Linked DNA regions of Sus scrofa: region 2 is linked to region 1. The links are chromatin contacts, called in public promoter capture Hi-C maps. All regions are on one chromosome and are shown on one strand. The core of a region is the stretch at or near the end of the contact, and the rest is flanking DNA. Distances in the headings are between cores, read along the strand shown. Region 1 holds the start of GNL2 (nucleolar GTP-binding protein 2). Region 2 holds the start of RRAGC (ras-related GTP-binding protein C).

Region 1 (6,591 bases), core at 2,060-4,559:
CAACTATACTCCAATAAAAGTGTGTATTATATATAAGTGTGTATATTCTCTGGGTCCCACCTCCAGAGGGTCTGATCTCAGTGGGTCTTGGGCGAAGGTCAAGAGTCTGCACTTTTACCAGCTCCCCTATGTGTTTCTGATGCTACTGGGCCTCAGATCTCACTTTGAAAAAAACACCTCTTTAGAAACTGAGGCTACTTGTCCATGAGATCCCAATGCAAACATTTTTACAGAATGAAGAAGGAAACTAGGTCAAGATTCTCTCCATCCTGTGAAAACACCAGTCCATTCTTTCCAATCAGAATGTGGCCCAGGGAGTTCCCGTCGTGGCGCAGTGGTTAGCGAATCCGACTAGGAACCATGAGGTTGCGGGTTCGGTCCCTGCCCTTGCTCAGTGGGTTAATGATCCAGCATTGCCGTGAGCTGTGGTGTAGGTTGCAGATGTGGCTCGGATCCTGTGTTGCTGTGGCTCTGGCGTAGGCCGGTGGCTACAGCTCCGATTCAACCCCTAGCCTGGGAACCTCCATGTGCCGCGGGAGCGGCCCAAAGAAATAGCAAAAAGACAAAAAAAAAAAAAAAAAAGTGGCCCAAAGCTTGGCATTTCAAACCACCTTTCTGTTCCATTCCCATGCCCATAAACCTGTGCTTCCTATGAGCCAGATTCCAGGGAGTGGGGCGCTAAGCCTGGGTTTGGCGGGAAAGAAAGCATCCCAATTACACGATGTATACCGGGCACGCAAGTCTTTCAAGTACCATAATTCACATGACCACACTGCAGTCTTTCTGGGTAGGTAAATTAACACGTCTGTTTTAAAGCTGAGAAATTATAGGCCTGGAGGTATGTCTTGACTCCTCCGGTCACCATGACATCAGGAAGGATATATGTGGGAAACATATGACATGCGCGGTGAGCAGGGCAAGCAAACCAAACCAATAAGTTTAGCTTGACCTTCCTGGATCAGGTTTATTATCAGCTGGTAGAACTGAAGTTGGTTGTTGGGATCAGCAAATACTGCTGTAAAAGGATTGATGGATCAGATTATAAAAATAGATGGAAAGTTCATATGTTAAATGCAAGCTGAGTATGAGAACAGGAGAGAAACAACCCACCATATCATCTGGGAAAATGAAACTCCTTGGCAAGACTTCACAACAGCCTGATTCAAAATTTCATAATGAAATTATGTCTCTGATCAAAGCCTTGAATGAGCTCATGGGCTGATTTTTGCCATTCGTGTTTATTCTGGTTTGAACCTAATTGAGGCATCAGAAACATATTATCCTTGTCTCTTCTCTGGAAGTGGGCTTTTGCACCCTTGTTTAGGGGACCAAAGGGACAGTGTGAGGCAGAAGGGGACAACTTTGGATCTTCACAGGGCATGAAGTTGCTTCTGACCAGCTCTCAGATGCTCCTTCAAACACCGTGTCAAGGTCAGGGCCATTTCAGCAAAGTTGTGTTTAAGCTCCTGCTATTGCCCTGGGGGCAATAAAAGTGATTCTCAAGGGAGAGAAGGTATTTCCCACTCCTGTCTAGGGCATGGCCTGTTTTTTCTCTAGAAAGAATGTTTGGGAGTTTGTTTGTTTCAGACTCACAGACTCAGTCATCCGTCCCACAATTCGAGGACCTCACTTTATATCAAGTTGTTTGTTTTTCTGGGATGAGCTACACGCCAGCACAGGATCCACCTTCTTCCTGCCTAAGTACTTCTTCTCTGGCCTCTCCCGTAGGAGAGGATGGACCACAGTGATGGACCCTTCCTGGCAACTTGAAGTGCCAAAAAAAGAGGGAGGTTGAAACACAGACACCTAGAGACTTTATTTTAGCTAGTCAAAACAGAAACTGCTAGGTCTTACTGCCCTCATTTCCCTTCAGGAATGTGGAGATATTCCCATCTGCTAGTGACTAAATGTTATGTATTGACAAAACTTATGTATTGAAACTCTAATCCCTGATGTGATGGTATTGGGAGGATAATTAGGTTTAGATGAGGTCATGAGGATGCAGCCCATGATGGGATTAGTGCCCTTCTAAGGAGAGGAAGAGACCAGTGACCTTCCCCTTTCCCCAGCCTGTGAGGATACAGTGAGAAGATAGATGTCTACAAGCTAGGAAGAGAGTTCTCACTAGGAACCAAACCATGCGGGCACCCTGACCTTTGACTTCCCAGCCCCCAGCATGATGAGAAATCAATGTTTGTGGTTTAAGCCACTCAGTCTATGGTATTTTTTTATAGCAGCCCTAGCTAAGATGTCATCCATTCATTCCTTCATTCAGTGAATATGTATTTAGTCCTTACTATATTTCAAGGTTTTTTTGAAGTCTTGTAGACACAGCAGTGAACAAACTTTTGAGGTCTCTACTCTCAAGAAGCTTGCAATCCAGTTTGGGGGAAGCAGCCGATAAACTTGGAAACAACCTAATTTCAAGTAAGAATAAGTGCCATGAAATAAATACAACCAAATACTATAAGCGAATAACTACAGAAGAATGGGAGATGGCTGAGTTAGACCAATTAGACAGGAAAGACTTCTCCCAGAAGAAAGGGTTGCCGGATAAAATACAGGATGCCCAATTAAATTTGAATTTCATATAAATAATAAACATGTTTAGTATAAGTATGTCCCAAATATTGCCTGGGGCATACTTATACTAAAATATATTCCATTGTTTATCTGGAATTCAAATTTAACTGGGGAAAGAATAACAAATTTAATTGGGCAATCCTGTTTTTTTATTTGCTAACACTTGCAACCCTACCAGTAGGTGACATTTGAGCTAAGAACTGAAAGATCAGAAGGAACTAGCTATGCAAAGGTTTAGGGAAATGATGATTCAGGCAGAAGGAACAGCCAGTGTAAATGTCAGAATAACCAGAAGGAGGGAGGTACAAATGAGGTCAAGTAAATACGCAGGGACCAGATCATGCAGAATTCTGCAGGAATGGCCAAGAGTTTAAATCTCTCTCTCTTTCTCTCTCTCTGGAATTTTAAGAAGGGTGACAAGATCTAGTTGGTATTTAGCTGCTGTGTGGTCGGCGACGTTTGGAAGGGCTTAGAGGACAAATTCAGAAGATAATTAAACTCAAGCTTGTGTCATTGACCTGGGAAGAGGCACCTAAGTTTGTGCGTGGACTCCACTAGCGGTTCTAGGCCGCGCGTCCTGGGTAACCAGGCGGTTGCTATGGAATGTAGCTTGGCGGTTGCTAGGGAGAAAGCGAGGCGGGGCTGGACGCAAGGAAACATCTAAGAGGCCGGCGCGGGGGCGGAGCCAGGAGTGCGGCGGCGCGCGTTCGCCGGAAGTCGTTCGGGGGAAGCACGGGGTGCGAGCGGAAGTGACGTCGGCCTGCGCACGCGGTCCAGCGTAGTTCGAGCGGGTGACCTCGGTTCGTTTTGGGAAGTTAAGAGCTGTTTTACCTGACACAGGCCGGACCCAGCACTCCGGTCCCCGTCCCTTCGGCAAGATGGTGAAGCCCAAGTACAAAGGACGGAGTACTATCAACCCTTCTAATGCCAGCACAAATCCCGGTACAGGCAGCGGGGCTCGCGGAGGGTGGGGCTTTGGAGGAAGCTTGGGGGGAGGGACGCCGGGTGGTTTTACATGAACTGAGCTCAAGCAAAGTGGCCTTTGAGGATGAGAAGGAGGATAATTCCTTGTTCGGAGGCCCTGAGGAGGGCTGACTCTGGCACGTCCGTCAAGACTAGATGCCAGGCAATGGGTCTAAAGCCGGGAGAAGTGAACACTCAGGCCTGGCAGTCTTAGGGCGTCTCCGACTGAGAGGTGCAAGCTCCGAGTTGTCAGGGGGCTCTTAAATGTGACTTCTTGTGTTCCTGTGTGTGTCACGTGTTGAAGCCCCTTCCCCAATATAGTTCAGTCTTGTATGAGTCCAGCTCTCCAGCTCAAGGAATTACTAAAAGTAAATTAGATGAAATCAAGACTAAAAGGGATGTAGCCCGACCCAGCTGGCCTTTTGCACTGGCCCACACTTGCCTGCCACCTTTGCTTTGACCATTGAAATGAGAAAGAAATTGTAGATTTGGCTCTTGGGGTCGTCCCGTCTGGTAAAGTGCATAGAAAACGCTGCAGATAAATCACTACAGTCATTTCAGTAAAGATGTTTTTTAAGATGTGTGTGAGGTTCCACCACAAGATGAACAAGATAACTTTGGGGGGAGTCCCTTCCATTCGGGTTTGGTTAATAAAATGTATTAAGATATGGCTTAAAGGTTTTTTTTAAATTTTGATTCATGTTGAATGTTTTCCCTAGATTGCTGATAAATTATTCCGCTGGTGTAGACTGGAATTTTACAGTTAGACCCGATAAGGCCGTTACAGACCAAGACATGATAGATGAAGAGACCTAGCCAAAATAGGGCAAGTGGCTTGTCACAGTTGGTACAGTTAGTGAGTAGTAGAGCCACCAGTCCTGTGATTTCAGTCTGTTTTCTACTGCATCACTTCAGGAGTAGACAGGTGACTTGAGAAGCCAGGCCAGTATGCTCATTTGTCCTTTTTCTCTCTGAGGTGTAAGGCAAGAATTACTATTTATTTGCTGTTGATTACACTGAGATCAAACATTGGGAAATGAAAAAGCTGGTACATTAGGAACATATATGTATTAGAATCATAGTCTTCATGATGCTTTGCTTATAGCAGGTGCTCAGTATTTGTTAAACTGAGGCCCAGAGGAAGGCATCTTAGTAGTTAAGAACACAGGTCGTGGCCAGATGCTTTTGTCCAAATTCTGGCTCTGCCATTTGTGGCTTTGTACGAGATGTCTGCCTACTGTGCCTCAGTTTCTCACCTGCAGAATGGGGATAATGTATCTGTCTTTATAGGATTATTGTATAATGCCTGTAATGTGACTAGTAAAGTGCCATAATTAGTGCTCAGAAATAGTACCTGTTACCGTTATCAAACTCAGTCCTGTGGAGGGTTCAAGATTCTGTCCGCTTTGTCATGCATATACCATGTAGCTTCCTGTAATGATTTTGTGGGAGCAGCACATGGAGAAAGTGGGGAGTTTGCCATGAGGGGGCAGCTTGCCTACTTTGAGCAAACTGGTTGGTGTGTTTGAAGCAGTGGCTGTGCTTGGACTTGCTGGTTATCAAAAAGTGTGCCGGTCTGCTGTGTTTGCTAGATCGAGTGCAGGGCGCAGGAGGCCAGAACATGAGGGACCGGGCCACAATCCGCCGCCTGAATATGTACAGGCAGAAGGAGCGCAGGTGAGTGTGGGCACTCTCGTCCCTCCCCCTTTCCTAAATGCTCTTGGCTTGTAGCTGACACCTGTTGACCCTTTCATGTTCCCACCCCCACTTCCTCCAGATAAGAGTAGTGTATTTTCAAATATCATTTTATGTGATACACCTTAAATTGTTGGTTAAAGACCTGAGGAGTGGGTGGTGAAATAGTGCTTGTGTCGCAATGCTCCACAACCCCCTCCCTTCTTCGTTCCTCCCAGCCTTGGCCTCCACCACTGACCTGTTAAATCTCAGGGTGGACATCTGTCAGATGGAAATCTGGTTTTCTTTTCTTTTCTTTTTTTTTTTTTTTTTTCCTGGGGCCGCACCCAAGGCATATGGAAGTTCCCAGGCTAGGGGTCTAATCGGAGCTGTAGCTGCTGGCCTTTGCCAGAGCCACAGCAACACCAGATTCGAGCCGCATCTGCAACCTACACCACAGCTCACGGCAACGCTGGATCCTTAACCCCTGAGCGAGGCCAGGGATTGAACCCACAACCCCACTGTTTCTAGTCGGATTCATTAATCACTGAGCCACAACGGGAACTCCAGAAATCTAGTTTTTTTTTCTCTTTTTTTTTTTTTTTGTCTTTTTGCCATTTCTTGGGCCGCTTCTGTGGCTAATGGAGGTTCCCAGGCTAGGGGTCCAATCGGAGCTGTAGCTGCTGGCCTACACCAGAACCACAGCAATTCGGGATCTGAGCCGCGTCTGCGACCTACATCACAGCTCACGGCAACGCCGGATCGTTAACTCACTGAGTAAGGGCAGGGTTCGAACCTGCAACCTCATGGTTCCTAATCAGATTCATTAACCACTGCGCCATAACGGGAACTCCTGGTTTTCTTTGATAAAGCATATAGAACGGTATCATGAAAGCAGCCAGAAAACTTGTTTTTTAAATCACGACATTGCAGCACTTGGAAACTCATCACAACTCTGAGTTCTGCTGAGGCAGCCTCTGTCACGGGGACTTGCTGAGTGTGGCATTTTGCGAGCTGGTCTTAATTTGTTTGGTAATTGGATTCTTCATCCATTCTAAAAGATGTGTCTAAAACACAAATGTCAGTGAACTTAATCTGCCTTAGTCACCTACTCTGCAGTTTGTTTTAGAATTCTGAGTTCCAACATAAATCACCCTCTGCTTAAAATTCATTTAAACCAGCCTTCAAATAATTATCCCAAAAGACTCAAGTATGTGACTTTTTTTTATAAAGCAAACAGTAAACAGATTTTTAAACATGAGCATTAGTTGTTATTCATCAAGCAAAAATCATTACGTGCTCTGTTGCAAGAGGTTAAATGGCTTTGGGGCAATCTGTTTCAAATGTAGAAGTACTTTTTGTTTACTGAAG
Region 2 (6,591 bases), core at 1,954-4,453, 1.2 Mb before region 1:
AAAGATGAATGACTTGAAGTTAGTCATAAGACATGTATATAACCAATTACAATGTAGCATAGGATAGAAATAACAATAAAACATGGCCCCATGGGGGTTTTGGAAGAGAGGGATACTTGGCTTCCTTAAGCAATTGGTAATGACAGTCCCTTTGTGGATACAGGCAAGTAGAAACTTTTTCTGACAACCAACCCTCATTTGCTTTTTTCCCCCAATGGGATTGCCATTAGTATTTATGTAAGTCAGGTGACTGTTTCTTGAATGATCCTTTTGAACAGAATGGCAACCTGTGGGTTGGATAATCAGACTTAGGGGGAACTGACCTGCTTAAACTCCTTAAACCAGTCAGTGCTATATGTAAGAATTCAGGGTCAGCCTGGCCTCTGGAGGCCCTCTTCAACATTTCTGTCAAGGATCTGGATGAAGATAGTGTACAAGAAGATATTCAGTGGAGAAAAAAGGATCCGATCCATTCAGTTCCTGCTGTGCTTCAGCTGTCTTATCTATAAAATGTAGATTTCATGTCTTGCCTACCTCACAAGGTGTTGTAAGGATCAAATTAAATATTACGGATGTAAACAGTACCTTGCAAATTGTGAAGGTCTACATATGGGTCAGATGGTAGTAATGCCAATTCTGTAACTGCTGCATGGATTGAAATGAGCTTGGAGGTATTAACAACTTAGAGCACTTAAACTTCTTCATGGCCTAAACCAAAAAAGTTGAAATATCAAGTCTTATATTTAGGTTAAAAAATGCAGCTATACAAGTTTAGGCACTAAGATTTTTGACACAGTGCTACTAGATGCAGTGATAACCAGTGTGAACCCCTTATAATCTGGATATTTAAAAAAAAATTCGGAGTTCCCATCGTGGCGCAGTGGTTAACGAATCCGACTGGGAACCATGAGGTTGCGGGTTCGATCCCTGCCCTTGCTCAGTGGGTCCGGCGTTGCCCTGAGCTGTGGTGTAGGTCGCAGATGCGGCTCGGATCCCGCGTTGCTGTGGCTCTGGTGTAGGCTGGTGGCTACGGCTCTGATTAGACCCCTAGCCTGGGAATCTCCATATGCCATGGGAGCGGCCTAAGAAATAGCAAAAAGACCAAAAAAAAAAAAAAAAAAAATTCCGTTTGGGAAAACATTGATAGAAACATTACCCAGCTGCTAAGCAGTCACCCTGAAAGCTGTATTGGTTAGTACTGTGTTGTAGATGTCAGACATTTCATGATATTGATGAGCTGAACTGCATATAAAGGAGAGTACATTTGAAAATAGAAGGCTGGAGTTCCCATCGTGGCCCAGTGGTTAACGAATCCAACTAGGAACCATGAGGTTGCGGGTTCGGTCCCTGCCCTTACTCAGTGGGTTAACGATCCGGTGTTGCCGTGAACTGTGGTGTAGGTCGCAGATGCGGCTCGGATCCCGCGTTGCTGTGGCTCTGGCATAGGCTGGCAGCTACAGCTCCGATTCGACCCCTAGCCTGGGAACCTCCATATGCCACGGGAGTGGCCCAAGAAATGGCAAAAAAAACAAACAAAAAAAACAACAAAGAAAATAGAAGACTGTGCTGTTCATTATGGTAGCCACTAGCCACATCTGGCAACTAAAATGCCATTAAAAATTCAGTTCCTCAGTCACACTAGCAACATTTCCAGTGCTCAATCCACATTGGCTACTATGTTCAACAGTGTGGAGGTAGAACTTTTCTAATACAGAAAGTGCTACGGGTCATTACTGTAGAAGGAATGGCCGAAGGAATTGAGTATGGAATGTGGAACAGAAAACTTAGTGGGTAATGAAGACTAATATCTGAGATGCTGTCATGAAAAGGATGAAGCCCAGTGCTTCTACATTCCAGTGTTTAAGTGGCAGAGAGTGTAATTTGGGGCCTCAATAAGAGACAGACAAAATTTTACCACAGTGGAATTGACTGCCCATTGAGATAGTGAGCTCTCTTCCCTTGGAACTACTGAAGTGTATGCTGCATAATATCCATCAGTCAGACGCTGTGGAGTGGATTCTCTAGGTGAGAGGTTGGACAAGATGACCTCTACGGATGTGTCCCATCTTTAACTTGTAGATTCAGACATAACCAAGTCCCAAATTTGCATACATGCTTTCCTTTCATAATCAAAAAGTTAGTTTGCTTGGAACACTAGCATCACCACCCCCGCCCCCTTTAAGAGGAAGATCCTCTTTTGACAAATTTCCAGTTCTAAAGTCTGACTGAAAATTCCTCCCTCTAGCTTTCCCAAACATATCTGGTGACAAGCATTTGCTCCGGTTTGCTTTCATTATTCTTTCCTTTGGTCTCCCATCTGAACGAGGTCATAGAAGGGGCAGTGTTCTGTGGGAGGATAGAATTAATGAAGAAGTAGACTTTGACTAAGTGAGAAGCAGAGGGAATTAGGTCCTGTTCTTGAAGTGGCAGCAGTATTCATTGCCAGTGATTTGCTGAAGAAAGAGGATAAAACATTCTAGCTTGCTTGCGTGTGCTTTCCTATCAGGGTCCGGGTACCTGCTAAAACGAACTGTATCTCACTCTGGACTGCCTTGGTTGAGGCTGTGCCCACATTCTGTCAGGCTCCTCCTCTATACTCTTGCATATCCCAACCAGATCCACCCTTTTAGACCAGCTCAGACGCCAGCTCCTAAGAGACGTTTTCACCCACCCAACTCCCCGAGCTGTTTTATCTGTACCTTTGACCTTCCCAGTTCATACCTAGTACTGAAGGTACTTACGCAGAGGCCCAGGCTCTATTAATCTTGGAGCAACTTGAGGACAGGCAGGGTCCGAGTCGGTTCCAGTTTTGTGCCCCAGGACTTCGCGGGCATCAATAAATACTGGTTGGGCGAGCACAATAGTAGGAGGAGGGCAATCGTTTTTTTCTCCCAAGTGTCCAGAGAGCATCTGCTATTGCGATGGCCTCTGGAGCCCGAGGCAGGCAGGGGAGCGGTGAGAAGCAAGGCTGGGCAGGACCGAGGTGCGCGTCGGGGCGGAGGGCAGCGGGCTCGGCCCGGGCCGAGCCACCCTCCTCGTGACTCCTCCTCCCCCCTCCACAGCTCCGAGTCAGGTGATTCCGGGCACGTGACGGGCACCACCTACCCTGCTGCTCCCGAGTGGCAGCTCGGGTAGCCAATGAGAGGCTGGGCCCGGGCGCGGAGCCTATGAGAGCCGGGCTCCGGGGGGCGGGCCGCACGGCTGTGGCGGCTGCCGGGGGCGGCGGCGGCGGCAGCGGACTGGGGAGGCGGCGGCCTGGCTCGGCCTGGCCTGGCCTGTCAGGGCGCGGGCGGCGGCGGCTCCGGCTCCGGCTCCGGCACCATGTCCCTGCAGTACGGGGCAGAGGAGACGCCCCTCGCCGGCAGTTACGGCGCGGCGGACTCGTTCCCAAAGGACTTCGGCTACGGCGTGGAGGAGGAGGAAGAGGAGGCTGCAGCCGGGGGTGGCGGGGTTGGGGCGGGGGCCGGTGGAGGCTGTGGCCCGGGGGGTGCTGACAGCTCCAAGCCGAGGATTCTGCTCATGGGGCTCCGGCGCAGCGGCAAGTCTTCCATCCAGAAGGTGAGTGGGGCCGCGCCGGCCCCTCCGCCCCTCCCCCCTCCCCTCCCCGGGGGCGCGGGTGGCCGCAGGGCGGGGAGGCCCCGAGGAGGGCGTAGGCCGGGGTGGCCGGCTGGGCTGTCCCAGCGCGCTTTCTCTTCTCTTCTGGGAGCAGAGCCCGGGCGCGGCCGCAGCGGGGACCCCAGTCTCAGAGTCCACGCCCAGGTCTGCCGAGGCCGAGTGGGTCCCGTATTCCCCGAGTGGCCAGAGCGAGGCAGGTGCCTGTGGCTCCGCCCGGGATCTCGCCTCCTGGGACCCAGCCCCTCTTCCATTCACGAAACTGAGACGTGCTCCATGGTTCTAACTTGGAGAACTTCCTGGACTCCCTCCCTGGCCCTGGTTGAGTGTTCCTTTCACTTCAGGTGACCTCAGTTTGCAAGGGCTTCCCAGGTGAGCCCCAGGGAGCAGCATCAGAAAGAGTTGCGACTAACTCCCTAGCCCTTGTAATGCCCGCTCTTGTTACTAGTTTGAAGGAGACTTTACTGTGACGTTAGTGGGAATTGGGGGCACTTTTCCCACCTATTTTAGTATCTGTGGCCCGGTGAGCATAGTTACTAGTGATGTTGCCCGTTTGTATGTGGCTACAGGAATTTTCTGAGACCTGGAGAACATCTGCAGACCTATGCCAACTTTCACTTGGGGTCTGTCAGGAACGGATGGAGGGCTATGCACTTTTTGGTCAGGAGGACGTAGGGGCAGGATTGAGCTCTCAGCTATACCTCTTACACACAAAGTGAGCTGGTAGTAAAATGCTAGATCCCTGGTGTTTTGCCCTTTCCACTCTGTTGCAAAGGTCTCTCCAAAATAAAGGTCTCTGCGTGATATTATGTAGACATGATATTTTTTAAAAATAGCCTTCCGAATTGACTGAATTACTGTGTTTTATCTTGTCACCTTTATGGAGAAATCTGAGTACATTTTATGGTAGGTTTTTAGCAAAGTGATTTTAATTCTTTTCACTTGTTGCTCACTGCCTAAACCTTGGGAGTAACTGTCTGTTTTTCTTTTCTAGAAAGTAACAGTGAGGGGAAAATTAGTTTTGTGTTAGAATTGTATTGACTGTGATTATTTTAATTAACAGTTACCTTTACCATTTTTCTCTCATGGGAACTGTCTTTTCCCTGTCAACTCCCAAACTTAGCCCCTCCCAAATATATTCCTCCTCCTCCAGTTTTTGTTTTTGTTTTGTTTTCATTTTTGGTTGCCTCTGGACATATGGAGCTCCTGGTCTAGGGATCAGAGCTGAGCCACGGTCTTGACCTGAGCTGCAGTTGAGGCAGTGTTGGGGGTCTTTAACCCACTGTGCGGGATTGGGGATTGAACCCATGTTTCAGCACTCCCAAGATGCTGATACCATTGCACCACAGCCAGGGCTCCCCTCCTTCCCCAGTAACGTCACTTTTTACTTGGTATAATTTGCCGTAGTTTTATTTTCTTCCACAAGGCTGCAAATCCATTGAGGGCAGGAGTCTCGTCAGTTTCATTTCTGATTATTCCTCAGAGCCTGAAAGTTTTCAATGAACAAAACTTTTTCAACTTTAGCTATATACTTTGGTAATCTTAAAGTAGATTTTGGCAGAATTAATGCAGTTTAACAGAAAAAAAAATTGAACTGAGACGAGAGATGTTGCTTCTCCTAGTATCAAATACAGAGAAAATAGCAGAGAAGTTTCAGTTTTTCTGGTGATTTCATTTCATACTTTGGTGTCTTCTGTTGGAAGTTAAAGGATAATAAGTACTAGTGGATACACCATTCACTTTTTACTCCTTTTATTTTACTACTATTTTTTATGGCCGCACCTGTAGCATACAGAAGTTCCTGGGCTGGGGATTGAATCTGAGCTGCAGCTGCAACCTATGCCAGATCCTTAACCTACTATGCTGGGGCTGGAGATTGAACCTGTGTTTCAGCAGTAACCCAAGCTGCTGCAGTTGGATTCTTAACCCACTGAGCCACAGCGGGGCCTCCACTTTTTACCTCTTTTAAAATTTTTGCTTTAGGATGAAATTCTTTAAATTATGTTAATTCAGGGTGGAATTTTGTACTTTAAATACAAAGTTGGGTAGCCGTTAAATTGTCTTCTTTCTTTTAACAGGTGGTGTTTCATAAAATGTCGCCCAATGAGACCCTCTTTTTGGAAAGTACCAACAAGATTTACAAAGATGACATTTCTAATAGCTCCTTTGTGAATTTCCAAATATGGGATTTTCCTGGGCAAATGGACTTTTTTGACCCAACTTTTGACTATGAGATGATCTTCAGGGGAACAGGAGCATTGATATATGTCATTGATGCACAGGTAGTTAGAAATGATGATGTTTACTTCTCTGGTGGCAGAAGATATAGGAACAAAGGAAAGTTGTTTCTCGTCTTTGTCATGCGCTTCTTGCAGCTTATTTCTTTGCCAGTACGTTCCCTAACAGTGTGAGAGATGTACCTGCACAGGTGCTTAGGGAGCAGGTGTGCCATTGTATAAGTAAGGAATATCAAATGATTAGGGATATGGCTTACATCCCTGAGTTCCAGTGAATGGGTAGCCTTCCATTTTTGTTAGTGGTAGATATTGCTGTACTCTCTTAACTTCACCACATTGATGTCAGTCACTGAAGAGGTCTCATCAGTGCCCATAATAAAAGGAGGAATGTGAGAACCAAGTCCATAAATGTTAAAGTGCATAGTTTCTTTAATTGCCCAAATTGAGTTGAGTTTAACCAGTACTTGTTGAGGGCCTAGCCTTTGGCAGGCACTCAGACAAACGGGACATGTCTCTGTCCTTAAGAATCTTACGTTTTCTGAGCTTAAGCATTAGTTAGGAATGCTTTCTGAGTGACAGGCTCTGTAATGGGTGCTTTCACATACATGGTCTATTTACTTTCTTCTTCACAATACTGTGAGGTAGGTACTGTAATTCCAATTTTATGTTCGAGTAAACAGATCAGAGTCTAAGCAACCTGCTGAAAGTCACACATCTAATAAATGGCAGAGCTGGGATTACT

The links. Promoter capture Hi-C pulls out the DNA fragments that hold promoters and counts their contacts.
Region 2: a contact with region 1 is called in a promoter capture Hi-C map of liver, with 5 times the contacts expected there. The contact joins the promoter of RRAGC here to the promoter of GNL2 in region 1. A contact is called at or near these places in 2 of 5 promoter capture datasets (fetal skeletal muscle and liver) and 1 of 2 datasets of contacts at active chromatin or transcription factors (alveolar macrophages).

What each region holds. Positions count from the first base shown.
Region 1 is chr6:93,642,698-93,649,288 of Sscrofa11.1, reverse strand. GNL2 (nucleolar GTP-binding protein 2) reads left to right here and starts at 3,309. Exons shown (of 16, transcript XM_021095967.1): 1 at 3,309-3,525; 2 at 5,139-5,223. The coding sequence starts at 3,462.
Region 2 is chr6:94,799,629-94,806,219 of Sscrofa11.1, reverse strand. RRAGC (ras-related GTP-binding protein C) reads left to right here and starts at 3,203. Exons shown (of 7, transcript XM_003127801.4): 1 at 3,203-3,558; 2 at 5,691-5,894. The coding sequence starts at 3,322. It also overlaps a transcript of MYCBP not described here.